Regions from separate parts of the Sus scrofa genome. Here region 1 is linked to region 2. Evidence: chromatin contacts called from public promoter capture Hi-C data. All regions are on one chromosome and are shown on one strand. Each heading gives the region's core, a stretch centred on a gene start, on an enhancer-like site or on the middle of the called end of the contact. The rest is flanking DNA. Distances are from core to core; before and after follow the strand shown. Region 1 holds the start of PERP (PERP, TP53 apoptosis effector). Region 2 holds the start of CCDC28A (coiled-coil domain containing 28A).

Region 1 (6,729 bases), core at 411-2,910, 640 kb after region 2:
ACTATAGAAAACGGTTTGGATGTTCCTTTCAAAAAACTTAAGATAGAACTATCATATGATCCAGCAATTCCACTCCTAGGACTATATCCAAGGAAAATGAAAACATAATTTGAAAAGAAACATGCACCCAATATTCATAGCAGCATAATTAACAATAGTCAAGATGTGGAAACAATAGACGAATGGATAAAGAAGATGCGATATATATATATATATCGATATATATATGTATCTATATATCACACAATATATATACCAATGGCAATGGATTTTGCCATTTGTAACAACTTGGATGAACTTGCAGGTTATCATGCTTAGCAAAATAAGGCAGAGAAATATTATATACTATAACATATGTGAAATTAACATAAATAAATAAATAAATATAACAAAACAGAAACAGACTCACTGACATAGAGAACAAACTAGGGGTTACCTACCACTAAGGAGAGGGAAGCAGGGAGGGGCAAGACAGGGATACATACTCCCTGCAAGGAGTTAAGAGGCACAAACTTCTATGTGTCAAATAAATAAGCTACATACATTGCACAGCACAGGGAATATTGCCAATGTTTTATAATAACTTTTAATGGAGTAACAGCTATAAAAGTATTGAATCACTAAAACTAATATTTTAAATCTGCAATAAAAAAAAAAGAAAGAAAAAGTGAGTGATTCAGAGTAAATCCTTGGAGGTACAAGGTAAGATATGACCCTCACTGAATGTTCTTTATGATTCTCCCAAGGCCGTGGTGCAGACACTGAGAACTTGTTTCTTCCTCAGTGCCACTCCCGGCTGCCACCCCACCCACCCTGCCACACCTGAGGATTCATGGCAGTGACAACAGCAGGGCCAGGACACTGCAAGCGGGACTTTAGGTGCGGGCTGCATGCTAACATATGGTTTTTATTTGGAGAAACCTCAAAGTAGTAAATGAAAAAGGCAGATGAAGTGGGCTTAAATAGGTAGAGATCTGTGGTAGGGACTGCCGCAGACAGGACGTGAATTTATCTGGGGAAGAAGCACTTCCAAGATCAAAATGACCGTTTGTTAATTTCAGCGTGTTCACGCATAAAGTGCTTATTGCGTCCTCCTTAAGACCCAGACACGGTGCTAGGCAGCAGGAATATGCTGATAAATAAAACATGGTCTTTCTGTCAAAGGGCTGGCAACACAGTAGGGAAGGCGGGGATGTAAACAGTTACGAGTCTGAAGCAGCCAAGGTACAAGGTACAAAGGTGGAGCCCAGCAGGAAGTGCCCACCTCTGCCGGGGAGGGTCAGGGACCCGCTCCCGGGTTCGGTACACGCATCCAAAAGGAGTGCGGCAATGACCCAGGTGCAATTTGAATACCCATCTCAAAGGGCTCGAAACTTAAATACAGTACAGTTGAAAATCAGACCATGATTCCACTTTTGGGATTAAGTGTTTAGCTGATATGGCTCAGATTAAAATGTGTACACGTTGAAGCGCTGAGAAGAAAAGCGTTGGGTGGGAAAAGGACACAAGTAAGGGGAAAACGAGGCTGTGCGGCCGCTGGCCTTAGCTCCCCGCAGCTCCAGGGCAGGGTTAACTCACCCACCCGGTGTAACCCGAGCCCGGCCCCGCCTCCCCCGCGCGCGCCTGGGCCGGCCGGGCAGGTCGGGGCGGCGCGCTCTGAGTCACCGGAATCTAGGTGGGGCCGGCGCCGCGCCCCCGCGGCCAGCCGGGAGTCGCGTCCTCCCGGAGCCGCCTCCCCGCGGCTTCTTCCCTTTTGTCGCGCTCCCCGCGCTCCGGGGCCACTCTCTGCCTGCATCCGAGCCACGCGCGTTCCTCTCCTCCGCGCCACCACCGTCGAGATGCTGCGCTGCGGCCTGGCCTGCGAGCGCTGCAGGTGGATCCTGCCCCTGCTGCTGCTCAGCGCCATTGCCTTCGACATTATCGCGCTGGCCGGCCGCGGCTGGCTGCAGTCAAGCGACCATGTCCAGACGTCCTCGCTGTGGTGGAAGTGTTCTCAGGAGGGCGGCGGCAGCGGGTCCTACGAGGAAGGCTGCCAGAGTCTCATGGATTACGGTGAGTGCCGCCGCCTCCGGGAAGTCCTCCTGGCTGCCGCTGGGGAAGCGCCAGCGCCTTAGGAGTGCGCGGCCTGCGAAAGCCGCCCCAGGAGAAGGGACTAAACAGAGTCGGGTTCATGGCCGATTCGACAGAAATCTCTTTAGAGTTTAGGTTCATCATCCGACCCGAACAAAATAAAGCCTTGAGTGATCAAGGCTCGACACTGGAAGAAAACAGCCCTTGTTCAAACTATGTTTTTTTCGTAGGATTTGTGGGTACAGAGGAAAAAAAAAAAGATTTCAGCCATTTGAAAAGAGTTTGAGTAGACGTAATGAACAAAGTATACTTTTCTTGGAGATCTACTGAAATTTCTTCCCATTCAGCCTCCTCTGGTTCTTTTTTCATCATTAAAATTTAAGTATTCAAAACGCGTACCTTCCCTAATATTGCTATAATATTCGTTTAACTTGAACTAAGAGAAAGCTGCTCGTCCTTTGAAAAAGCCTTTTCGGTTAAAGTTTTAGCAGTGATAATTTCAGCAGTTATGCAGTGTTTAACGCCTCAGGGTAGTTCTCATTAGGGAGTGTCTTTTTGGTTGAAACCCGGCCTTGCTGTTTAGAAAACTTTATTGTAATCTGATTTGAAAATCTAAAAAGCAAACGTAGCTTCTACGCCAGCGAAATGAAGCAGAGTTGATAAATTTGATCTGTTGCAGAGTGTTATTTTTCCAGCGTGGAGGAAGCCTCAGTGCCTAAGTTGTTAGTAGAAGTGGCTGGAGAGGAGCTTGCTCTGGTCTGTGGCCACCTCCTGCTCCCTGGGGGTTGGGAAGAACAGCTGGGGGGTCCATAGTGATTCGCGACGTGTGGGGGTGGGGGTGGGGTTGGGGCGGGGGGTAGTTTAAGGAAGAGCCGTAATCGGAAGCTTGAAGCCCCCTACTGCTGAATGGGGCCTTACCACCTGAGTTTAACAGTGTTGAACCGACAAAGAAGGGGACCTTGCTTTCTTCCTTTCTCTGCTAGGACCTTTTGACTTGCCCCTCACCCCCGGAAGTGGCCCAGGGCTTCGAACCAAACTCTATTTGTGGGGCCCAGTACCGGGGGCTTGGTGCTTTATTTTATCCACTGTGGAATTATTTGGAAGTTCGCACAAGGAATTTTCCCCCCAAAGGAGGCAAAGTATAAGGAGTAAATGGGATTCCTAGTTTACTTAAAGTCTGTTTTCCCTCTCTTAAAACCCAAACATCATGCATGACAGGGTTTGTGTTACCCCAAGGCTTTTAGGTTTTTGAAGGGAATTCCTTTGAAATACTGTTTCTATCTTCAGGTTAAAATGCATTGGAGTTCAGTATCTTGTATGGGACTTCATAGGCCTGCTTAAAATAAGTGTGGTTTTAAACAGACTTTGATAATCATATCTCACTGCAAAGACTAATATAATATAGATTCAAAGACTATTTAGCGATCCTCAGCATATGAATTAGGAAGGTTAGTGCCCTGCCGGAGGGGAGAGGGATGCAGGCAGAACCTCCATCAGCACTTTTGCTGGGACATGATCTGGCCTGCAAGGCTCTGGCTGTGACCACAGCCCTCTTGGGAAACACACACAATGCAGTTTCTATTTTTCTTGAGGTGCAGGATGAACTCACCTTCCAAGGGTGTGGCTCTTCCAACCTCAGGCTGATAGAGTGCTTTGTATATAGAAGGGAGTAGGCAGGTTTTTTTTTCTCAGTTTAATTTTTTAATTAGACAGGAGTCTAAAGCCTTAACTTTTTTTTTAATTGTAAAGAAAACACGGATCCAGCATATAGTTGATGTTTCAGTTTGATATAGAAATTAGTCTTTTCCAAAGTTTGGTTTGCCAGGTAAATCTCCAGGAATCTAGGACTACCTTTCTGATTTTCATAAATGGGTGGTGGCCTTTGCATTGCAATTTAGTTATTCCTGTGACCTTTACAAAGATAATCAAGTGCGAATTATGTGCTAGACATGGCTTTTGCTCAAGCCCTAGAGTCAGATCGTGAACCTCGCAGTCACTGTCATTAGGTGACCGTGGGAAGAAGAAAATGGCCATGAACTCAGCAGCAGCGGTCCATTCCAGGCTCTTAAAGTCAGAGATGAGGTGGAGTGGTTATTACACTTCTGCTCTGTCTCCTGCCCTGGACTCGTGGCTACTTTTGCCTCTACAGGTGTAGAAATTGTGTGTTCCTACACCATGGAACGATTATCTAGGCGTCTCTGAACTCTTGAGATTTTCAGATAGCTTCAGTTAGGTCTTGCCGAAAACAGTACCTTCACATGAGGTCATACTTTATCTCAGAGCAGTTGACACATACTCCCACGTATATACAGACACAACAAGGAGTAAGGTGGATGACTCTAATTAAAATTATATCTCAATATAGAGAATTAAGTGTGACTCTAATTAAAATTATATCTCAATATAGAGAATTAAGTGTATATATCCACTTTTTAAAAACTTCCTCTATGTACTAGAAAATAAACCTTGCGATTTACCATTGTAACTATGAAGAAAGTATACCTTTTGATTACAAAGTGCTCTGCTCTCTTTTATTACCTGATATTTATGATATTAATATGTTCATTTTGGTATCAAAGACATAGGTAGTTTACTCCTGGCAGGTACTGGCGATAATGCTCAATAATATCAATGTTTTTAATAAAGATAACTAGTTCCTTAGAATTATGTAAAAAGCAGAATGTTATATTCTTCGCTGTTGTTAACAGTTTTTTTTTAAAGAATTTCAGATTACCATATCACCTCATTTTCCTCATCAATGAGCCAAATTATACACTGAATATTTCCTTTTACATAATCGTAACAACTGAATAAATACAAATACTTGTTTGAATTAAAAAAAAATCATGGTTTCCATTTCTCAAAACAGGAAAAGAAAAATCTACATTTAAACACTAAAATGATCATGCAAATTTCATGTATAAATAAAATGCAAAATTAAATCTGAATCCATGCTCTCACATACCATTTGTGTACTGCCGGCACTTTCTTTTCCAGTTTTAGGAAAGTGTACCTCAAGAGGATATTTTCAGCATCAGGGATGTAGATTTCAAGTCCTAAGCAAGCTCTGACTCAGGGTGGAGACGAATGGAAATAAGTTTGTGGATAAATTACTGGGATAAGAGAGATGAATTTCTGCTCCAGGAAAGACAGTGGGGATCAGAGAGGCGGCCTTGGAGAGCCTTTGCCTTAGATCTCAGCTCACAAGTACTCATTTTTACCATAGCAGGCACTGAATGTTTTCTTGCATAAAATCAGCCTTGGATACGTCAAAGAATCAGATTATTATATGAAATACTTTTAGATCATCTAGCCCTGTGGTTCTTAAATGCACAGGAAAGGAGAAGGATAAGTACAAAGTTAGTAGGTTTACATGAGGCTAAATTCAATTTAAAGGATTTCATTTTGGGATTACGTTCTTGTGGCCTTTTGGGGGGGCAGGGTGAGGTATTCATATATTCTTATTTTATGAAATTGGGCGTTAGTAGATAGATGAATCTTTGCAGGCATGTGTTCACATTCTTACACAGTAAAACAAAAAGTTGGCCCCTCAACTGATTTTCATAATAAATATATATATTTTGATTTATAAAGTATAGAAGTCTCTGCACCAGTGATCTTGCCCAGTTTACTCCACATTTGCTGTGCTTAGCAGTAACCACAGGAGAGCCTCAGATCCTTTTTTTAGTGACATCACTTGTCTTTTCTCCCTGTAAAGGGGCACAGACTCCTAGGCCATTAGAGTTAGGAGGGCTTAGAGCACACCCACTCAAGCTTTCTCCAAAGCCGACCCATCAACATCACCCATGACTGATCTAAGCTTCTTCTCTTTGTTTTTTTGTTTTTTTTTTTTGCTTTTTAGGGCTGCACCTGGGGCATATGGAGCTTCCCAGGCTAAGGGTCAAATTGGAGCTACAACTGCCAGCCACAGCCACAGCCACAGCCATGCAGGATCCGAGGCACATCTGTGACCTATACCACAGCTCACCACAATGCCCAATCCTTAACCCACTGAGTGAGGTCAGGGATTGAACCTGCAACCTCATGGTTCCTAGTAGGATTTGTTTCCGCTGTGCCACGACGGAAACTCCTAAGCTTCTAATCTTTGTTCAGCAACTTAAATTTGTTCTCTTTATGATGCTGTTTGTTTAAAAGTACAAACATCAAATGCTATCACTGACATGGAGTCTGAAAAAAGGACACAATGGAATTCTTTGCAGAACAGATACTGACTCACAGACTTTGAAAAGCTTATGGTTTCCCCAGGAGACAGTTTGGGGGGTGGTGGGATGCACTGGGGTTGTGGGATGGAAATCCTATAAAATTGGACTGGGATGATCATTGTACAACTATAAATGTAATAAATTCATGGAGTAATAAAAAAAAAATAAATAAAAGTACCTCTCTGACACGGCAGGGCTGAAAAGTACTTCTTTGTAAATTCGTCTTTCCAGCCTTCCTCCAGGGGGCAGACTTTCAAACATTTGAGGGTCGATCCCCGATTTGATGCTGGTTATGTTGTCTGAGTTCACATACAATTCCCTGTACTTCCGCATCTTCCTGTGTAGTCTGGTTTCCCCACTCGGACTTTACAAGACCATAAAGGGGTAGAATATCACTGTTCTGTAAAAACCAAGGGGAAGGAGTTATCATCTGGCT
Region 2 (6,180 bases), core at 2,715-5,214:
AGTAATCTCAAGCCAGAAACCAAAAGAACCCCTTTTCAATCTGATAATGTATTCAAAAAAAACCCTCAGAATTTGTGGTGTTTTTCATCTAGTCCTTACTAGAAGGTTCTTTTCCAAGTGTCTCTGGCTATGTCCCTTTTGTCTCTCAGAGAGAGTGTGAGGTCATCAAGGCAGCAATCTTGTTTTTTGTGTAAACTCGTGGCTACAGATGCTTACAGCATCTTCCTTAACCGATTCTCATGATAAGCTTGTAATTGGAAGTTTATTTAATCATAAGTATCTAGAGGACTGAGATTATGAAATGCTTTTTCTCTAAAGATATTATCCTGCTTTTCAAATATCTAATACTATAAAATACATACATGCAGCAGTAAGACAACACATTTAAACTTGCCCCCCAGTTTCCTTTAAAGCTTAAGACAAATGATGTTCACCAAATATTAATAATGATTACTTCTAGGTGTGGGATTTTAGTGCTCTTTTCTTTCTTCTTTGAACTCTTCCTGTGTTTAAATAGTTACAATAAATACAAATAATTTCTACTAAAACAATGAATTCACTCTTTTTAAAAATAAAACTACCAAAGCACAAACACTCAGCTTTTAAAAAACAACTATTATATCTCTTTTCCATATTTGGCTAGCTCATCAACTCTGTCTACAAGTTTTCTTGCTCTGTGTGTTTTTTTTTTTTTTTTTTAAGGGCTGCAGCTATAGCATATGAAGTTTACAGGCTAGGGACTGAATCAGAGCTGCAGCTGCTGGCCTACACCACAGCCACAGCAATGCCAGATCTGAGTCTTGTCTGTGACCCACACCACATTCCTAGGCAATGCCGGATTCTTAACCCCCTGAGCGAGGCCAAGGATCAAACCGGCATCCTCATGGATGCTAGTCGGGTTCATTTCTGCTGAGCCACAACGGAAACTCCCCCAACTTTTTTTTTTCCCTCTCTGGGTATTTTAATATGAGACAAAGTAGGGGCCTTAAAACCAATCATTCATTTTGCATTTTCTAATCTCTTACATTGTTATCTTCAAAAAAAATTTTTTTTTTTTTTGTCTTTTGTTGTTGTTGTTGTTGCTATTTCTTGGGCCGCTTCCGCGGCATATGGAGGTTCCCAGGCTAGGGGTCAAATCGGAGCCGTAGCCACCGGCCTAGGCCAGAGCCACAGCAACGCAGGATCCGAGCCGCGTCTGCAACCTACACCACAGCTCACGGCAACGCCGGATCCTTAACCCACTGAGCAAGGGCAGGGACCGAACCCGCAACCTCATGGTTCCTAGTCGGATTCGTTAACCACTGCGCCACGTCGGGAACTCCTCAAAAAAATTTTTTAAACCACATACTATGTGGCTTGATTGTTTTAAAAGTAAAGCCAAGAGAAAAAAAAATGTTAGAGGAATTAAAGAACTTAGTATGCATTTTAGTAGCATTTTGCTAAGATAAAGTGAAAGAAAAGAATTCACCTTTTTAACTTTGGTCGCTGTGAAGTTGACTGGGATGCAGGATTTGAAAACCCTGTGCTTTTACTAACTGGAATGGCATTTTTTTTGGCATTAACAACCTGAGTAGAGTGGGCACTAAAAGACTTAGGACTCCTCCTCTTCACTTTGCGCTCCTCCATTGTTTTAAGTTCCTTATTGCACCAAGGCCAGCTTCTTATGACCTAAGGAAAGACAGCAAAATCATACACATAGTTGCAATATGCCAAAATGAAGGAGGTTCGAAAGCCCACTTCATGGACTGAAAGAGGATCAAGATTTCAGAGGTCATTAGAGGAAGTTAGAATAAGGATCCCTTAAGTTGAATCTATAGGACTATATACACAGAAGCCCTAAGCAAAGCTGCCTGTTAGACAAAAACTTTTTTCACCATTTTCTTTATTCATTCATCCCACAAATATTTACTTTCTTCCACATGTCAGGAACAATTCTGGGCATTGGGACGATGGTATTGAACAAGACAAAGTCCCTGCCTTCAAAATACCTACATTATTATAGAAGGAGAACAACACATAATAAACACTAAACAAACCATCCACGTGATAGACCCAGCCTGACTCAAGCTTTAGGTGGCCTTTAGGTCTCCCTTCTAATGTGTATTCTTTGAAAAACCAACTAGATTCAAACAGGTGCATAACTGACAGTGTATCTTCATTTTAACTAGGGACTAGAAACCTTATTTCAACTACTAAGCAGAAACAGTTTCTGGCCAGAGATAATACTGATTCTAGTTCCTTGGTCAAGTGAAGTTATGTATGTAAAGTTAAACATGCTCCATGACTATTTTGAATTTACTTTCTCCACCCTTTTCCCAGGAAACATGAAACTTTATTATATGTGTTTTATTTTGCCAACATCAAAAAAGTTACACTATGAAGTTACTCTTGGCGGATATTTGTAAAGGCTTCTATTTATCCAGTACTGTCCCTTAATTTAACCAGCTTTATTTCTCTTACGGCCATCCATCTAAAAATATCCTTCCAGGAGTTCCCATTGTGGCTCAGTGGTTAACGAATTTGACTAGGAACCATGAGGTTGTGGGTTCCATCCCTGGCCTTGCTCAGTGGGTTAAGGATCCAGCGTTGCTGTGATCTGTGGTGTAGGTTGCAGACTCGGCTCGGATCCCACGTTGCTGTGGCTCTGGCGTAGGCCTTTGGCTACAGCTCTGATTAGACCCCTAGCCTGGGAACCTCCATATGCAGTGGGAACGGCCCTAGAAAAGGCAAAAAAAAAAAAAAAATAATAATAATAATAATAATAATAACAATATCCTTCCACATTTCTTTTTTATTTATGCACAAATATTAAATTATATTTCTGCATGTATCATAAGATGAGAAATTTATATGGCTCTTCACCTTATCAGACTATAAAGTGCCTTAGGTACATTAGACCTCTTATTGTATGTTGTGTTGAATTTAATCATGCTATGACCCTTGAAAAAAGACTCAAATTCATTGATGTCACTCCTAAAGTAATTACTTGAGAATTTTAATGAAAACAGATTTTTCTGCCATTGCCTGGACTCAGTGCAACTAGCACTGTTATTTAAACCACTGGCTTAGGCTAACTCTAGACAATCAAAACTAGAGCTAGGATACCTCCAAAGAACCAAAGGTTGTAAAGGAAAGGCTCTATTGACCAGTCTATAATTTCAGATAACAAAAGTAAATCCGCTTAAATCCTGGCTAACAATTTTTCCTTTTAGAAGCATTTTTAGTAACAGAACAGACATTTTGGAGTTGTTTCAGCATGCAAAATAAATGTTAAAATAACTAAATAGAGAAGATGGGATATCCATTCTGCAGAAAGGCAAGGATCTGTATAAATTTATGATAGATATAAACACATTGGTCTTTAAATTTAATGATGCTTATACACAGTTGGTGATACAAAAAGAGAAAAAAAAACAAAACAGAAGGTAAAGCAATGCAAATAAACCATTCTAAACTAAGATGTTTTGAAGGGCCAGTGCTTAAAAATAACCCCCCCCCCTTTTTTTTTCTTTTTTGGTAAGGTAACATTACTAGCACAAGAGCACCGAAATCCTTCTTGCATACCAAGCAACAAGGAACGTTTCAGAGAAGGCCTTCATAAACTGCTTGTAGTCTAACTCACACATTAGTTTGAGGCAGGAATTCACAACCCCCAGGCAGGACCGCCAGGAATCCCTCTGTACATTACCTTATTTCCCTCCCCCAAGGAGCGGAGCTGAAACCACCCTTCGCCCCCTAGAATTCAGTAATGGCTAGAGTGGATCGGGGAAGGGGCTTACAGGTGGACACTGAGGGAGTGGCTGTGCTTCCACTTCATACCTCAGGAAGAAGGGGATCGGGGTCCTCTTCCTCAGCTTGCAAAGACTCCGGGGCCTCCGAAGCCACCGCCGCAGCTGCAGCCGCCAATGCTACCGCCGCAGCTTGAGCTGGGGTCACATCCCGGACCTCGCGCCTCCACAGTGAGCTTTGTTTACGGAAGTGACGTTAGGAGGCGGAGCCTCCGTGCCCTAGGCGCGAGCCTGGCCTTTTCCTGTTCCGCCAATGCCGCTCTCGTTTCCGCCCCTGGGACCGCATTGCTTCCCATGTCCCGCCTTCAGCTGTACCTTTGGCGAGCTTGGAAAGGAGAACCCATAGCTTGGCTTTTATTTTGGGGTCTGTGGCCCACAAGAAGTGAGCGTGAGGGGCGGTGGTGGAGGCAAAAACCGGAAGTGCAGTACCCTTTCCGGAAGTTGCCCCATCCCCTCGGTGTGTATCAGCGTCCACGCACTACAACTCCCAGAATGCTGTTCGAGCAAGTTTGGAGGCGGAACCAGAGTGTCGCCATAGCAACTATCCCGGAGAGTTTCTGACACATCGCCGGCATTTGGCAAGGTAACCTACTTTTGTCTTGGAAGCCAGCGTGAAAAACTGATTCTGTTTAGCGATCCCGATGCAGAGCCCCTAAATGAAATTCTCTTACTGCTGCTATATAGGTACCGTTTAGGCCCTTGAAAGAAGTTATCTCACTACAATCTATAAGCTGGGTGTGAGAAATACCCGTTTTAGAAGTGAGGACTCTGAAAGTCAGAACTGCTAATAAATCCAGGTCTCTCTGTCGCCAAGACACTTCACTACACGTACCGCCTCTGGAGAAGTAATTGACGTTTGAGAGAGATCGAACTTTCCTAACGGGGGGAGAATCCATGTATCATTCCCTAGTTTGGCTAGCCTTTCCTGTATCCGGGTTGCGGGTGGAAAGTTTTAGGTTCACTGACAGATTGAAGAGACTGGAGAGAACCACATACTTTCTCCTCATTTGCTAATGAGGAAACAGTATTAGAGGTTATATTAATGCCAAAGAGGCAGAGCAAAGACGAACGCAGTTGCCTTGGTTTCTAGTATATGTTCTTCTACTGCCACCCTTTCCATATTTTAAAATTCTGAAATGTTTTAAAAAGAAAAACAGAGTAAACATTCACTCACCCACTGTCCAGAATGAACGGATGTTACATTTTGTCATTTTATATCTTTAAATGAAAGAAATAGGTTATTTGAATAAAGTAGGTGCCACCTATTTTCAATGCCACTCTCCTTCGGAGGGGCAACTCTGGTCTTATGTTTGAAATGCATTTTGCTAATCTAGGTTCGTATACTTTCATTATTACTAAGTATTTGTAAACTATATATAGAATAACTTTGAACTTTTGAAGTTTTATGCTATTATGTTTTGTGTATTGATCTACAACTTGCCTTCTCACCCAGTTCTATGTTTTTGAGATCTATGCACACTGATACAGATGGCTAGACTTCACTTGTCTTAACTATATAGTATTCTAATCAAATAGGCTTACCACACATTATTTGAGAATTCCCGTAGTGATGGATATTTAGGTTGTTTCCCATTTTTCACCATTACAAACAATACTCTTGGGTGCAATCTTCTCAATATCTTTTCTCAGTATCTCTTAACTCTTCTCTGAATTGTCTGATCTGGATAAGCAGAGCTTGCAAACTGGTGATTCACATGCTATTTAAATTTTTTTCAAATTAGTTGCTAACAATTGAAAGTGAAGAGATTAGGAGTTCCCATTGTAGCTCAGTGGGTTAAGGACCCAGCGTTGTTTCTTTGAGGATATGGGCTCGATCCCTGGCCTCGATCAGTGGGGTAAGGATCCTACATTGCTGCAAGCTGTGGCATGGGTCCCAGATACAGCTTGGATCCGGTATTGCGGTGGCTGTGGCATAGGTCTGAACCTGCAGCTCCAATTCGACCCCTAGTCTGGGAACTTCCATATGTTGCTGGTGCAGCCATAAAAGTGAAAAGCAAAAAAGTGAAGAAATGAAAAATGGATGTCATCTCATCTATTTGGCATCCCAGTAGCGGGAAGATCTGACTACTCTAGATCTTCCCTGTAGCCTGGCAGTAGTAGGTCAAGCTCAAGAGCGGCTGCCTCCTTCAGACCAGTTCAGGTGGTCTCCATTTTTCTCTAAGGCCCAGTGCACTTAGCACCCATCTGAGCTCTGGGATATTTGCATTTGCAGTACCTGATATAATGTAGGGGTGCAAGAAGGTACCCTTCCAAATGTACATAGTTCATGTATTCAAAGTTCTGTCCTGAGTCCCTGTTTTGGCCAGACACTGACGTAAGGGTCAGGGGGCATCCATGAACAAGATGGACAAGAGCTCCACGGTCAGAGATC

Evidence for each region. Promoter capture Hi-C pulls out the DNA fragments that hold promoters and counts their contacts.
Region 1: a contact with region 2 is called in a promoter capture Hi-C map of liver, with 12 times the contacts expected there. The contact joins the promoter of PERP here to the promoter of CCDC28A in region 2. A contact is called at or near these places in 2 of 5 promoter capture datasets (fetal skeletal muscle and liver), 12 of 47 Hi-C or Micro-C datasets (alveolar macrophages, embryonic fibroblasts, epiblast stem cells and 9 more) and 1 of 2 datasets of contacts at active chromatin or transcription factors (skeletal muscle).

The regions. Positions count from the first base shown.
Region 1 is chr1:26,299,594-26,306,322 of Sscrofa11.1, forward strand. It overlaps PERP (PERP, TP53 apoptosis effector), which reads left to right and starts at 1,661. Exons shown (of 3, transcript NM_001244825.1): 1 at 1,661-2,052. The coding sequence starts at 1,839.
Region 2 is chr1:25,659,313-25,665,492 of Sscrofa11.1, forward strand. It overlaps CCDC28A (coiled-coil domain containing 28A), which reads right to left and starts at 3,965. Exons shown (of 6, transcript NM_001244669.1): 1 at 3,820-3,965; 2 at 1,469-1,668. The coding sequence starts at 1,626. It overlaps NHSL1 (NHS-like protein 1), which reads left to right and starts at 4,242. Exons shown (of 7, transcript XM_021087407.1): 1 at 4,242-4,371.